Linked DNA regions of Mus musculus: all the other regions are linked to region 2. The links are chromatin contacts, called in public HiChIP or PLAC-seq maps. All regions are on one chromosome and are shown on one strand. Each heading gives the region's core, a stretch centred on a gene start, on an enhancer-like site or on the middle of the called end of the contact. The rest is flanking DNA. Distances are from core to core; before and after follow the strand shown.

Region 1 (2,945 bases), core at 143-2,642, 950 kb after region 2:
GAGGCTACTTGGGGCCTACGGGCTCAAAAAGTCCTGGAAGTCCTATAATGAGTATTAAAGGATGTACGTCTAATTCATTAGTCTCCGACCATATATAACTACGAAAAATTAAAAAACTCATTTAGAAATTCGAGAGAATGGAGTAACTGACTGACTGCAGCCCCCAAGAAAGCGAAACAAAAAAGGCCAGATTATTCCAACAAATGTGCTTTCAGACTATATATTGAAAAATAAAGAGTCTCTGTAAATTCATGGGTGGATCACATGTCCATGACTTCCCAAGGCGTGCCAAGATTTCCCTCCGGTAAAACTCTTTGAAGATGTCGCAGGTATGAAATAAGACTGAGCCACGTGAGGAGCGCAGCCCTTTGGACTCCCCCGCACTTTGTCTAGCATTCACTCATATCTTGGAAGCACCAGAGCAAAGCTGCCAAGAGGGTTTAAGAATGCAAGGACGACACCCCACTGTGCTAGTGCTGGGGCAGCACCGTCGACGGGTTTGCTGAATAGAGCACCACCGCCTTCGGGGTAGGCACCCGTCTGAAAAGCTAGCAATGAGAGGCACCAAGAGTTCGAAGCCGACCTACCAACTGCAGCAGTCCCCTGTCGTAAACACACATAAAGAATGATTGTTTTCAACGGTGACTGTTATAGAGAAAGGCTCGTGCCTGTTATCACAGCACTAGGTTGAAGCGGGGGGCTGGGGAGGTGGTGGTGGTGCTGGCTGCCACGAGGTCGAGGCTAGCGCGGGTTACAGCCTGAGCTACACAGGAGGACCCTGTCTTCAACACAAGTTGAGTGGGGGGGAATGGAGCTGGGCGTGGTGAGACCTTGAAACTGGAGGATAACCACCTTAACCTGAGCTAAAGACCTGTCTCCCACCCCCCATCCCCCAGAATTACAGAGCTGGGGAAAGGCAAAAAAGTGCTACCCCTCCCCCGAATCAGCATGCATTCCACCGCCAGCAAGATGGAGCCAGGTCGCCTCCAAGATGGAGGCCCGCGGGCACAGGCGGGACCCTGGCCGCAAGAGCGCGACGCCGGGGAGCACTCGGGGGCGCGCGGGGCCCACTCACGTTCTCGAAGCCTGTTCTTGAAGTTGGGGTCACTCCGCCTTTTGCGGTCGAAGTAGATGCAGTACCCGATGAAGAGGGCACCGCACACGCCCGCGGCGATGGCGCTGTTCCGGCCCACCATCTTCGCTCGACTGGGGCGTACGCCGGGCCGCGGCAGCCCGCCTGGCAGCGGTTAGCTCCGACCGATCGGAGCACGCCGGCCGCTCGCAGCCGCCTGCCTCCAGTCCAGACGGAAAAGGCCGAGCGCGAGGACTTCCGGCGCGCGAGGACCCCGGGGGAAGGTCCGCGGCGGGCTGTCCGCGGCGGTGCCTGCGCGGGAACGCCTGGTGCGCACGCGCAGATGGACCCAGTCTGCGCGGCTGAGACGCCAAGCTGGGGGCGGGGCGTGCACTGCAGAAGGATTTGTGCGTCATCCCGTGACCAGGGGGTCAGGGGCAGCACGTGTTTGTGGCGTGCTGAGTCAGAAGCCTCTAATCCACTGTCCTTGCTAATGAAAGACGAAGGTGGGAGCCGGCTGAGAACAGCATCTCATCTCACTGTGTCCTTCAGGAAGCCTGTGACTTGAAGTGCATGCGTTTGCTTTTTAGGTTTTTGAGACGGGCTCTCCCCTTGTAGCATAGTAGGGTCTGGAACTTGCTGTGTAGTCTGCCCTGGCCTCGAACCTGCAATCCTTTTGCCTCATCCTCTGAGCTGTGGTTTTAAAGGAAGACCTGAGCCGCCTGATCTGGCAGTATTTGCTTTGTAAATTGCGTTGTGACTGAGATTAGACACAATGATTGACTGCAAAATAATTTTATGATGTAGCCCTGGTGCGGAGAAGAAAAATGGGTTAATTCGTTCAAAAAAATTTAACCTGTAAGGAATGCAGAAGGGCAAAAAAAAAAAAAAAAAAAGTCTATGGGTGGCCCTGATTTGTGCCGTCATTAAACTGCAGTCTTGTCGTTCTCTCCCTCCTCCACAACCCCCATCAAGATTCCCAACCAGCTCGTTACTAATGCTCGAACCCACCCACCACACTTGTGGCTGGCTTTTGAAGGAAAGGCAGTCTGGTACAGCAACTGCTCCCTTCACTGAGGAAACATCGAAACCTGGGACAGTGACAAGCTATGCTGCAGTCTCTGAGAATTGGGTACAGTGATAAGAGGTAGCCGATGCAAGCCTTTCCTGCACCTCTCATTGTAAGAATGCTTTTTTTTTTCATTTATGCATATGAGTGCTCTACCTGCATGTACACCTTCGTACCAGAAAAGAGCATTAGATAGCATTACAGATGGTCGTGAGCCACCGTGTGGTCGCTGGGAATTGAACTCAGCACCTCTGGAAGAATAGCCAGTGCTCTTAACTGCTGAGCCATCTCTCTAGCCCCTTTAAGGATTTTTTGAAGCTATGTTAAGGGAGAAAAAAAGTTTACAAGAAAAAAATGTTTCATACTCATGACTAATCAGTACTTAGCCAGCACTTTTATAACAAAGCCAACTTCTATCCACTCTTGACCACTTATATACATAGTCTTGTGGCTATTAAGTATTTTATCAGATAGAACGTACCAAGAAATTACACTAAGCATCTTTAGAAAATTTCCTACAAAATACATTTTTTAATGATTTACACAATCATAGTAGCACACACATTCTAAAGGAGGAATTTCAACAGTTACACAGTACCGAATTCCAAAGTATCTAGGGCCAGTGAGATGGCTGAGTGAGTCCATGCTTTGGAAGGAGAAAACTCCAGAGTTTTCTTCTGGCCTCCACATTCACATCATACACATATTAAATAAAGTTACATCTATGCATGTATATAACCTGCTCACTCACAGGAGCTGTAAGTTGTACATAGATTATATATGCACGCACAATCTAATGTTACA
Region 2 (3,153 bases), core at 639-3,138:
AGGAGGCCTCTGATGGTATATCCTCCAGGGAATGACAACCCCAAGGACAAACAGGGCAGGTGAGCATAGCTTAGCATCTCACAGGACAGTGTGTGAGGAGGAAAGGACGGCTGAGCGTGACTCGGGTTCTCAGAGAGCTGGAGCGCAGCTCTGTGTCTCAGAAAGCAAACACCCAATGTGGTGGGTTACTGTTTCCCCTAGAAAACAAGATGTGTTTGTCCTTGGGAGAGGGGAAGAAGGAAGAAATGGATGACCAATGGGGGGACTTTGAAATACAGAGAGTGATGTGGAGGGATCTCTGAGGAAGGCAGGAGGTGAGATTATTCACTAAAATTAAAAAAAAAAAAAAAGAGTAAATCTGCTGCACACTCTCTATGAATATATGACTTCTAAGAACGTCTGTTCAGTAGGCAGATGATGGAATTTTCCAAGTATTTAGATTAATTCGGATTTACTTTAATGCTTTCTCTTACTGATATCATCTACCATAGATGAGGAGTATTTTTTTTTAATATAAGAAATTGAAGCTACCTCTCTCCTCTACTTCCCCACAAACAGCTGCTGGAGGCAGTTCTACTTCTACATGTTAGCCTGCTTTGCAGACACAGTTCTGTTACAGGGTACAGCATAAACGGTTCGCATATTTGAGATTCCAGACAGCTGTGCTTACGTCTGCATAGTCTTCAAATTCATCTTTAAAGATCAGATGTCATCTTGGCTGGGGAACGGTTCAGCAGTCCAGGTGCTAACCACGGTCCCGGCAACCGGAGTCCATTCCCGGAGTTCATTGGAGACATTGATAATAATGATAATGCTATGATGATGATGATGATGCTTCAACATTTTTTTTTTTAATTCGAGTCCTGAGTGTCTGACCACAAGTCTGGGTACCCAAGTACTTTACCACTACGTCATCTTTCCTGCTCCCATTCCCCTAGTTAGGAGCCTTTAGAATGTCCCTGACTCTTGACTCCATGTGCATGTAATGACAAAAATACACCTCTGTGTGTGGAGTGGTGGTTTGAATGAAAATGGCCCCCACAGGCTCATAGGGAGTGGCGCTATTAGGAGGTGTAGCCTTGTTGGAGGAAGTGTGTCGCAGGGGATTGAGCTTTGAGGTTTTAAATGCTCACGCTGACCCAGTTTTATTCTTTCTCTCTCTCTCTCTCTCTCTCTCTCTCTCTCTCCTGTTTGCCAATCCAGATGTAGAACACTCCGCTCTTTCTCCAGTATCATGTCTGCCTGTGTGCCACCATGTTCCCAGTCATGATAATTATAGACTAAACCTCTAAAACCGTAAACCAGACCCAGGTAAATATTTTCCTTTATGAGAACGGCTGTGGTCATGGCGTCTCTTCACAGCAATAAAAACCTAAGACAATAGGTATGATGTATGGCACGATATATAAGACAGGATACAGCTATGCTGAGTCTTATGTATGTGACTGTCATCCTTCTCTAGGAAGTGTCACAGAGTCAGGTCCTCCACCCCCACCCCTAGAAGCACACAGCTAGACTCTAGAAGCACACGGCTGCACATGTCTATGCAGAAATGTAGAACCCAACCTCATCCACCATCAGTTCCTCCGTGCCCTAGCGCACATTTCCATTTCTGTCTCCTGACCACGAAGTCCTTAAAGTTTGGGGTATTGTTTAGGCTAAAATCCAGAAGCTGTGTTTTCCTGTTCCAGGTGGAGGATGGGGTCAGGAGAGGATTCAAGTAGCTTTTTAGAAAGAGGTTCATTGTATTTTCAATAGTCTGGGCAGCAAATGGCTTAGCTGTCCAGTCAACAAGACAGAGGAAGACAGGATCTATCTGTACCCTTGGTATTTGGCTATAGTAGCTTTAATCAGGAGGAATGCCTGGGGGGACAAAAGTAGCTAGGACGGGGGTTACGGTGGCGCGCGCGCGCGCGCGCACACTCTCTCTCTCTCTCTCTCTCTCTCTCTCTCTCTCAGCTCAGGCCTGCTGACTGCACTGGGGAAGGGAAGAGGGAGCCAGGCAGCCTCCGGGTGGCCTGGCCAGGGTCTGGCGCCACCAAACCTGCACTTTCCGGTTTCGGAAGCCAGGTAGGGGGCGCGGGCAGCCAGCAGCTCCCGCCAAGTGGGTGAGAGCGCTCCGCCCGACCAACTCCCGCTACCTGAGCCGGCCACCACGTCACCGCCACATCATCTGGCCTCTTGTATTTGCACGAAACCAGGAAAGGGAGCGGCGGCGGGAGGCGCGGAGCGCGGGCGCCGGGAAGATGCTGCAGTCCCTGGCCGGCAGCTCGTGCGTGCGCCTGGTGGAGCGGCACCGTTCGGCCTGGTGCTTCGGCTTCCTGGTGCTGGGCTACCTGCTCTACCTGGTGTTCGGCGCCGTGGTCTTCTCGTCCGTGGAGCTGCCTTATGAGGACCTGCTGCGCCAGGAGCTGCGCAAGCTGAAGCGGCGCTTCCTGGAGGAGCACGAGTGCCTGTCGGAGCCGCAGCTGGAGCAGTTCCTGGGCCGCGTGCTGGAGGCCAGCAATTATGGAGTGTCGGTGCTCAGCAACGCCTCGGGAAATTGGAATTGGGACTTCACCTCGGCGCTCTTCTTCGCCAGCACCGTGCTCTCCACCACAGGTAGGGCCGCTGCTGCCACCTTACCCCAAACCCCGGCGTCCCCAGGCCTCCGCTGGGCGCATCCTGCGGTGGCTCGCAGTGGCGGCAGCCAGTGAGGTGACCCCGGAGCACGATATGGGTACTGCAGCTGTTACTCTTTGGGAATGGTCTCAAACACTCTGGACCTTGAGGCTGCAGGGGTCTCATTCACTTCTCCGTCCTTGTGAGGAGCAGGTAGGAGCTGATGGGAGGGTAGGTCCCCGACATTTCTGTCCTGGCAACTGAGCAGCAAGACCAGGAGATGAGGAGAGTATCCTGTGCTTAAGAGCGTTCGCCTCCTTCTGGCCCCATCCCAGAGACCCCAGGCCGAGAAACCTAGCAATGACCCTTGGATGGGTCACCTTCATGACTGTGACTCCCTTCCCTACTGTAGACCTATTACAGCTTCTTTGGATCTGTTTTGGGGACAGTGGTGACATCACTCTGCTCTCTGCAGGTGACCTCTAAGCAGGCAGGCCTATGGGGGTTTCAGAGTAGGAGGAAGGGTGGGAGAAGGGAAGGGAGTCACTTGAC
Region 3 (2,986 bases), core at 446-2,945, 980 kb after region 2:
ACAGGAATGCACTGACACACATGCAGACAACAAACGTAATAACTACTGAAGGTTTTACTGAAAGAGGAGAGTGTAAAAATGGGAAAAGAAAATAGGCTTGAAGCAGCGAGAAGGAATTGAGAGCCAAGGGTTTGTGGAAGCTGAAGTACAGCTTAGGTTGCAGAGTGAGTTTAAGGTCCACCTGGGATGCAAGAAGTCTCCAAGAAAGAATGAGGAACACTCAATAGAAAAGTAGTGTATCTGTTTGGATACTAACTCAAATATTATGTAAAAGGAATTTTAAGTTAGTAAGGGAAATTTGGTTCCTATGAAAACCAAATTCACATTTGACAGACACACTAACTCAGAAATCCCAACTCAGAAAACAGAGAAGGGGTTAAAGTCCTAACAAGGCTGGCTCAGAATCAAGAAGCAGTGATGGACACAAAGACCTAAAAAGCTGATCTACCAGTATCTGTTCGCTTAGGATAAATGGCTTTCTTGTATCTTTTAACCCTGTATGAGACTTTGTATAATGTATTTTTTAAATTTCAGAATATGCAGTGAAAAAAATTAAGATGAACATTAAAAAAAAAAAAAAAAAAACTGCCTGAGGTATTTAATATAGCAAAAAGGAGATTTCTACCAACCTGTTTGCCAGTCTTTTGTCTGCATCAGAGAGTTTCTTCACTTTCACTTTTCTCGAAGGCTCTTGCAAAACTGGCTTTTTAGTTTGGGACACACTCTCTTCTTCATCATCATCATCATCATCAAGTTTTCTTTTTTTAGATGTTTCCTTTCAAAAGTTTGAAGTCATATTTAAAACCTCAAACTTTAAAAAAAAAAAAAATCCTGACCCTAAAGCTGTGTGTTGTGGCTTATATCTGTAATTCCAGTATTCAGGAATAGAGGCAGGAGGAACTGTGCCAGGCCAGCCAGAGCTACATAGCAAAGTCCCTCCGTCTCCAAGTCCCTGAGCAGTACTCCGATGTGCCTTTCTACATGGATACTTCTTCACGGGTTACGGAGAGAAGCAGAATATTCTTGCAGCACCAGCCATTCAGTGGAAAGGTGAGGCAGGAATATAGAATCTGGGTTACCGTGTATTCTAAGCGTGCGCAACTAGTGTGATCCTGTCTCAAAATAAAAAAGTCAAGTCGGACATGGTGGGAGCGACTCTGTAATCTCAGAACTCAAGGCTGGAGAAGGATCAGGAGTTTAGTTCATCCTCGGATACATAACTGAAATTTGAGGCTTACACGGTCTACAGGTGACCCTGCCAATCAAATAGGCTGAGGGTGAAGCGCTAGCCCTGCTCAAAGGACCAGACAGTCACTGCTGTCAGGAGAGTGACCCTCTACATCTCTCTCTACCGGGATACTCAGGGTGCAGCCCGGCGACTCACCTGGGGCACAGGCACAAATACAGGAGGAGCCGATGGCTCCGCGGTGCTGAAGAGAGCGGCCAGCCGCCCCGTCCCGCCTCCAGGAGGCCGCGGGCCGCCCCGCAAGCTGTCGGCGACCTGTCCCACCAGGTAGTCGCTGGCCGCACAGCTCACGCCGTCTCCAGAGCTCTGTCTGCAAACACAAGAGCACTCTTCAGCCACGCCGCGCCACTCACCGCCAACCCATCCACACCAACGCCCGCCGCCACTCACCTCCGCTCCGAGCCCTTCCTTCTCTTGCGTTCCTCCCCTCCCAGAGCCATGCTGAAAACTGAGCTTCCGGGATGGAAGTCCTAGGTCCGCGCTTCTGGGATCCGACTAGTCATGCGTTCCCTCTGGTTCCGGGTTCCGGCAGCCTCCGGGTTCCGACTACTTCCGTTCTAAGGCTGAGCTCTTCCGCTCAGGACCACACCCCCTCTCCCCATTCAGCCCGTGGCTGCGCAGGAGCCGCGCTATGCTTAATACTAATGGTTTTGCAGTCCGCAGGCGTCTCAGGGAAACCTAGGCTGAGGGAGTGCAGCAAGTCTCACGAGTAGCTGAGGCCTCGTGTTAGTACGAGGGTCAGCTAAAACCTGACATAGTGGCTTAGGTCTTTAATCCCAGAATTTGGGGCTCGAAGTAGCCGGATTACCTCGATTTCCAGGACCGGCTAAAACCACATGGCTCCAGCATAGCTACCTCGTCTCAAATAAAACAAGCCCCCCCGCCCCCCAGGCTTAGGGAAGGCTGTCGGCCACAGCTCATTAAGGAAGGAGGTTTCCAAGAGAAATGGGGCTACAGGGATGTGTCTTAGCAGTCGGGGAAGGGTACACCTTTCCCGAAGTTTGACGTTTCAAAGTCGGCAGAAAACAAGTATTTGGGATCACAGTTTAACTGGTCACATCCTTGTACTATTCCGTCTTCAAAGCCGCCCTGTCATTTATTTTTATATTTATTTATTATTATACATAAGTACATTGTAGCTGTCTTCAGACACACCAGAAGAGGGTGTCAGATCTCATTATGGATGGATGTGAGCCACCATGTGGTTCCTGGGATTTGAACTCAAGACCTTCTGAGGAAGAGCAGTCAGTGCTCTTATCCACTGAGCCATCTCACCAGCCCCCTCCCCACCTCCCGTCATTCTTTAAGTAAATTCATACTTAGATTTTTTTTTAATAGTGGCTTATATTTGTAATCCCTGTTCTCTAGGGCCTAGGTAGAGCTTGGCCATGATTTTGAGGCTATTCTGGGATATGCGGTCGTAGCCTCTTTTGCCTGCAGGAAGTCCAGCATGTTGGGATCTCCCCAGTTACCAAGATAGAGAGACACCCAAGTGAGCTTGCAGGCCAGATTTAAAGCACATTAGGGAATGCTGGGGTAGGTGACCTCTATGTTAATATGTTGGGTCTATCTCTAGGGATACTGACATTCCATTACTGGGATGTGGGGGCTGGAAACTTGCTGGGGAGGTCTGGGAACTGTTACTGAGGAACTCTGGAAACTGCTGCTGACCCATTGTGCTTGCTTCAGGCCAGGTGGCTGGGACATTCCATTACCTGGGCATGAAAGCTGGAGCCTGGG

Evidence for each region. HiChIP or PLAC-seq counts read pairs in DNA pulled down with a chosen protein or histone mark.
Region 1: a contact with region 2 is called in an H3K27ac HiChIP or PLAC-seq map of embryonic stem cells, with 3 times the contacts expected there. The contact joins the promoter of Tomm20 here to the promoter of Kcnk1 in region 2. A contact is called at or near these places in 1 of 39 promoter capture datasets (hippocampal neurons) and 4 of 115 datasets of contacts at active chromatin or transcription factors (astrocytes, embryonic midbrain, embryonic stem cells and 1 more).
Region 3: an H3K27ac HiChIP or PLAC-seq map of embryonic stem cells shows a contact between it and region 2, with 10 times the contacts expected there. The contact joins the promoter of Rbm34 here to the promoter of Kcnk1 in region 2. A contact is called at or near these places in 5 of 115 datasets of contacts at active chromatin or transcription factors (embryonic stem cells, epiblast stem cells, forebrain and 1 more).

What each region holds. Positions count from the first base shown.
Region 1 is chr8:126,944,529-126,947,473 of GRCm38.p6, forward strand. Tomm20 (translocase of outer mitochondrial membrane 20) reads right to left here and starts at 1,393. Exons shown (of 5, transcript NM_024214.2): 1 at 1,076-1,393. The coding sequence starts at 1,196. LOC115486982 (a long non-coding RNA gene) reads right to left here and starts at 1,069. Exons shown (of 2, transcript XR_003947623.1): 1 at 1-1,069. It overlaps LOC115487043 (a small nucleolar RNA gene), which reads right to left and starts at 452; the gene lies at 319-452. It overlaps Rbm34 (RNA binding motif protein 34), which reads right to left. Exons shown (of 11, transcript NM_172762.3): 11 at 2,644-2,945.
Region 2 is chr8:125,993,214-125,996,366 of GRCm38.p6, forward strand. It overlaps Kcnk1 (potassium channel, subfamily K, member 1), which reads left to right and starts at 1,889. Exons shown (of 3, transcript NM_008430.2): 1 at 1,889-2,601. The coding sequence starts at 2,247.
Region 3 is chr8:126,969,354-126,972,339 of GRCm38.p6, forward strand. Rbm34 (RNA binding motif protein 34) reads right to left here and starts at 1,696. Exons shown (of 11, transcript NM_172762.3): 1 at 1,637-1,696; 2 at 1,385-1,556; 3 at 630-775. The coding sequence starts at 1,686.